Linked DNA regions of Anser cygnoides: region 2 is linked to region 1. Evidence: chromatin contacts called from public Hi-C data. All regions are on one chromosome and are shown on one strand. Each heading gives the region's core, a stretch centred on a gene start, on an enhancer-like site or on the middle of the called end of the contact. The rest is flanking DNA. Distances are from core to core; before and after follow the strand shown. Region 1 holds the start of RIC1 (RIC1 homolog, RAB6A GEF complex partner 1). Region 2 overlaps ERMP1 (endoplasmic reticulum metallopeptidase 1).

Region 1 (2,930 bases), core at 364-2,863:
CTTATTACCAAGAAAAGATGTTAGGAGAGAACACAGCTTAGGTGTGGGGACAAGCCACATTCTTTAAAGGGAACTAGGTAATACCGAGGCAGTTAGACATGTTTACCTGTACACCACAGTCCAGAGGAATTGCTGCAACAGGAGAGAGTGGTTCAGTAAGTTACTGAACAGACAGAGTTGTTCAGTAAGTTTCCCTAATTACTTCTATCTGTAGCTGTATCTTTGCAACACATGACCTGACCTTGCAATGGCACAAACGCTGTCACTTCTCTTCCATCCTCTATGATATTCCTTCGTCTTTTTTTTTTCCTCCAATTACAAGAGACTAATCAGCCTCTGTCACTACATCTAAAGCTGCCTTGCGCTCAGTTTCTACTTTTCACTCTTCTCACCACATGCTCCTGCTCTCTCCTTAACGTGTGAATAAAAACAGTTGGACAATCTTGGAAACAAGAAGAGGGAACAGGTGTTGGCTGAAAAATAACCTAGAGGGGAAAAAAAATATATATATAAATATATATGTATATAATTTCCAGATGGGTTAGCTCCTTAATCTAACTCATCACTTGGTGGGAGAAACACTTGTGACAGCACCTGGCAGAAACTCAGTGCCAAAACCACACTGCTGCACACACGCTGCAAGTGTGACTATTCCCTCCACCTGTACTCCTCTTGTCCACAAACCCCAAAACACAGCTTCAATGACACCACCTTCTCTGATTAACTCACAGATCTGTCTTTCTTACCCAAATCTATCTTTAGCAGCAATTACAATCTTTCTTGGATCTCCGTTGTCACTAAATGATTTTTTTCATTTCCTAAGCTGCAGGCTTGCTTCGAAAGGACCCACTTTCTGCAAAGCGTCTTGCAGTTCAGTGTCCTGAGGCACTCCAAAGCTTCGCAGGGCTGAAGTGCAAGCAAGCAGCCGTACTCCTGTCCTCCTGTCAGTGGCAGAACCAGGAGAGAAGCCTCATCCCAGCACTGATGCCTTCACGTTTATTTATTCACAGAACTATAGATTCCAGAGTTGGAAGGGACCCACAAGGATCATCGAGTCCAACTCCTGGATCCCCAAAGAACCACCCAAAAAATCAGACCATGTGTCTGAGAGCGTTGTCCAATTGCTTTTTGAGCTCTGTCAGGCTCGGTGCCGTGACCACTGCCCTGGGGAGCCTGTCCCAGTGCCCGACCACCCTCTGGGTGCAGAACCTTTCCCTAACCCCCAGCCTGACCCTCCCCTGTCCCAGCTCCATGCCGTTCCCTCGGGTCCTGTCGCTGTCCCCAGAGAGCAGAGCTCAGCGCCTGCCCCTCCGCTCCCCTCGCGAGGGAGCTGCAGGCCGCCATCATGCCCCGCCTCAGCCTGCTCTGCTCTGGGCCCCCGCCGCCGCCCCACGCGCATGCGCACACGCCGCGCCTCTCGGCGCCTGCGCAACCCCCCGCTGCCCCCTCCCCGCGCGCCTTTCCGCCCGGAACCTCCACACGGAGCCCCCCGGGGGCGGGAGCCTCGCCCGCCGCTGACGCCACTTCCGCGCGGTGCCGCCGCCGCGGCCAATGGGCGGCTGCCGGCCCGGCCCCGCCCCCTGCTCTCCCCTCCCCCTTCCTCCGCCGCGCTGCGCCCGGACGCCGGAGCGGGGGGCGGGCGGCACGGACATGGAGGCGGCCGCGTCGGGCCCCGCAGCGACGCCGGCAGCGGGCGGGCGAGGCACCGGCGGCAGCGAGGAGCCGCAGCGGGGGGCCCCGCAGCCGCCCCGGCCGCGCTCCGAGCAGTGACCGGCTGCAGGTGACCGTCGCCCCCCGGTTGGTGCCGCCGCCGCCGCCCCCCGCCTAGGCTAGAGCCCGCCGAGAGCCGCGCCCCGCGAGCCCGCCGCCATGTATTTCCTCAGCGGCTGGCCCAAACGGCTGCTGTGCCCGCTGGAGAGCCCCGAGCGGCCCCTCCACATCCGCACCGACCCGCAGAGAGCCTTCTTCGCCGTGCTGGCCCCGTCCCAGCTCAGCGTCTGGTACTGCAGGGTGAGTGCGTCCCCGGCCGGCCGCCCCGGCCCCCCTCTTCCGTCCTCGTCGGTAAAAGGGTCGCGAAACCTGGGGCTGGAGCCCGCAGAGCTCCCCAGGGCCCCGGGGGTGGGCCTCCCCTGGGGTGGGCCTCCCCTGGGGTGGACCCGTGCCGTTAACCCGAGGTGTTTACCAGTAGCACTGTGGCGTTGCGAAGACGCGTAAGGTAAATCTGCTCGGAGCTGGCATCGGTTCTTCCCAAAAATGAGACTTCTGCCCAACTTTTTTTTTTTTTTTTTTTTAAGCGTCGACTTTAAGTGGCAGGCAAACTTAACGCGGACGGTGCTCGTAGCAATGCAGGTTTTGCAAGTGTGCTTCATGGGTTTTCTGTTCGTATGTTTTGCGTTTTACGTAAGAGATCATACAAACAAAACATAACGAAGCACCTACTTTTGCAAAGCAGAACTACCTGTAACACTGCACAATTACATAACCCATAAGAAGTTAAATGACTTTCCCTTTTACCATTACAAGTCAGGTACGTTGTGACCGTGAACATAAGAATTGACACGGCTTTTGAATGGAAGTTGCTGCTCTAGCAACATCCAGTTTTGAAACCGTGTACAATTGACATCAAATGCGTTGCTTTAAATGAGCTTTGAATTAGTTTGGTGACATAAAAGTGCTGCATGTCAATTTGGTTTGATGCAGTCTTATGAAACAACTAGGGTATTGACTTTAAATTTTGATGCTGGATCTTCTTAAATACTGCCTTAATTAGATTCCCTCTCTGTCTAAAAATATCTGCGACTCCAGATAATTTTCAGAGTTCATCTCGGATTACAGAGAAAAGTAAAAATCCAATTTTAGAAAGCCGGTATAGAAAGGTATCAAACAACAGTCACAGCCTTAAAATCCTCTTTTGATTTATGCGGAGGTTT
Region 2 (2,719 bases), core at 186-2,685, 51 kb after region 1:
TTAAATCAATTTTTCCCAGGTTGAGTTTGTTTTACCTGTGATGGTAATCAGCAGTGATCTCCCTGCCCTTTCATATTATGTTCTTCCCCCCATCCTGTTCAGGAGAGGGAAAGCAGCTTGAATGCCAGCCCAGGTTAACTCCCCACACATCTAGTCTTCTGCAAATAAGAGCTATTACCTCAACCTAAACAGGGGAGAAAATACCTATTTAACGCATTAAGCGTTAACATTTTCCGTGGCATTCCGTCTTGCCTCTCACTTTGTTTACCCAGCTAACATAAAGCAGGCTGCCTTAGTTCTTGCCAGCTTGGCCTACATAACTATTTAATGTCTATATTTAAGGATAACTCATTTCATCCTTCATCAGCATTTGCAGATGAGCATCTTTTCTTGATCTGGGTCTCATCCTGTACAGCACTCATGGTGTCTGAAAAAGAGCAACAGTGCTAGGTTCCTTGCTGCTCACTGAAAATCTCACATAGTATATTTGCAAAACTGAATGATTCAAGTAATATTTCTTTGGAAAGTTTTCACCATCACTTTGGTCAGCTAAAGTAGATTAATTTTTTTTTTGATTTTTTTTTTTACTACTGTTTTAGCCACTTGCAAAGCAACAAATTTAAAAAGCTGGTTTTAAAGCTGAAGCTCCTATAAGCTATAGGTTGAGATCCACTGCTAAGTAGACAGGAATATATAAATCCATAATCTAGCTCGGACCTGTACAAAAGAGGCCTTTTTTTTTTCTTATAAATTGAGGAAAAAAAGTTGTCTACCACTACAATAAGATTATAAAACAATAGATAGTCACCCACTGTTTAGGGCAGTAAGCTGCAACAACCAAAGGGACAAAAAGCCTTAAAAAAAAAAAAAAAGGCCACAGATACTACTTACTGTCTCATAATAGTTTATCCTATCGCTGAGAGCTGAAGACTGTTGAAAGATTCTGGTGGTTAATGAGATGAATGTTAGCTAACAGTGACTGGCAAGAATAACCCCAGTGCTTGAACGCGTAACAGGTAGGGAAGGACCATGTATTGACCTTCTGATTTTGTGCTGCTGTATTTGTATACTATTAATTACCTACATTTTCATAAATGAGGTTAAAGTGCAGAAAACTCTAAAGATGGGTTATTCGAACTAGGAATAGATACCAATGGATACTCTCTCATCCGTACCTGGCAGGCAACTCTTGATCACGTAAAGAGAAAGTTGGGCATGTAACAAATATAATGCGAATACCTATGTGGAAATGCAATCCAAGAACGGGTAGGAAGAGCTAAGATTTTTTTCTTTATAGACATACCAAATCAAAGGAAGACAAAAAAAAAAAAAAAGCAAAGGAAAATTAAACACTAAGAAAAGGAAAATTCAACCCCAGCATTGTTGTAGCAAACACATCTGTAGCCAAAGTCAGGCAGCAAACAAAAAGAGCAGAAGGTGAAAGTGACAGATCAAAGTTCAGTACTAAATAAGCTACTTTTTAGTCTCCAGAACAGAGACCGTAAATCCACTGTGTATCTACACACCTTAAATTTTGTCTTCCAAGCATCTTTCTCATATGACTGTAAGTTAGCTCTGAAAGAAAGATGCAACCTGAAATCTTACTGAATTCTTTATGTACCATGTACCATCTGAAATTAGTAACACCAAGAAGAGGTTTTATAGAGACCCAGAACTGAAAGTTGAAGCTAAATGACAAAGTTCTCTACTGTTGATCAATTATCGGAACAAAACACACACACACACACACAGAAAACCAACATCCCCAAACAAAACATGCATGGACAACTAAAACACTTACTTAAATCCATTCATACCTATTGGCTTTGAAGCTTCATTTATTACTGGGTAATTAACTTACTTAAAAAGTCGTTTGAACCTATTGGTATTTGTCCCAGAGTTTCAGACCAGACTGACAGAATGATTCCTTTCTAGGCTAACTACTACAAACCTTCAGGACTATTTCTGAGTTCAAAATAAAAGCCCTGGTTAAGCAATTTCGTATGCTCTAACCACACAGTTTTGTGACATAATTTAGGGCTACTGATATTCCATGGGTTTTTTTTGTTTGTTTTTTTTACAACCATCCTTCACTGCTGCATATCAGATTCTAAGATGGGTCATCCTGCCAACTCCTTCCAGATCATTATCAAGCACCAAATTAGGCTCCATGCCCAAGGGAAAAGGGGAAAAAAAAATTACTGAACAACATTACAACACATCCAGCACTCTTCAGCAGCTCTGTCCTATATGCTACAATTAGGTCTGTACAGACTTGTTAGATCTTGTCTATTTGATTAGCGTTTTCCAGCAGGCTTACAACCCAACCTAAATTGAACAGACATTAAAAGAGGTATTGCTAATACAGAACAGCTCCACCTAGTTCAGACGCCTGTTCTTTTATGTATCGTGCCTGAAACTCTTCTGTTCATTGCACTTATCCCAACATTTTTTCTCCAAATGCATACTTTTACTTGACATGCAATCTGAAGGCACCATGACACATTCTAATGCTGCATTAGATTGCACAATCACAACAAACACAGGCCTCCTTTGCAAACACATGCTTAAATTGATAAGCAACTTATTTCTGAAGCCCTTTTCCCTGTAGATACGTAACAGAGAATGATGTATGTTAATAAATAATGTAACAGACTATTAAAGACATCAAAATTAGGGGAGAACCAGTATTAACATAAAGCAAAGCAGGTTAGAAAAG

Evidence for each region. Hi-C and Micro-C count contacts between places; a contact is called where the count stands out from the background.
Region 2: a contact with region 1 is called in a Hi-C map of liver, with 2.0 times the contacts expected there. The contact joins the enhancer-like site here to the promoter of RIC1 in region 1. A contact is called at or near these places in 2 of 7 Hi-C or Micro-C datasets (both in liver).

Annotation. Positions count from the first base shown.
Region 1 is chrZ:83,999,673-84,002,602 of Taihu_goose_T2T_genome, forward strand. It overlaps RIC1 (RIC1 homolog, RAB6A GEF complex partner 1), which reads left to right and starts at 1,614. Exons shown (of 26, transcript XM_048050722.2): 1 at 1,614-2,010. The coding sequence starts at 1,870.
Region 2 is chrZ:84,051,291-84,054,009 of Taihu_goose_T2T_genome, forward strand. All of the region lies in intron 15 of ERMP1 (endoplasmic reticulum metallopeptidase 1), which reads right to left. Among named protein-coding and RNA genes, the nearest start is that of ERMP1, 24 kb to the right of the region's middle. Within about 2 kb of position 1,436, at least 1 of the 3 cell types and tissues checked has open chromatin away from gene starts, as enhancers often do. A contact at or near this core is called in liver, where this site is marked.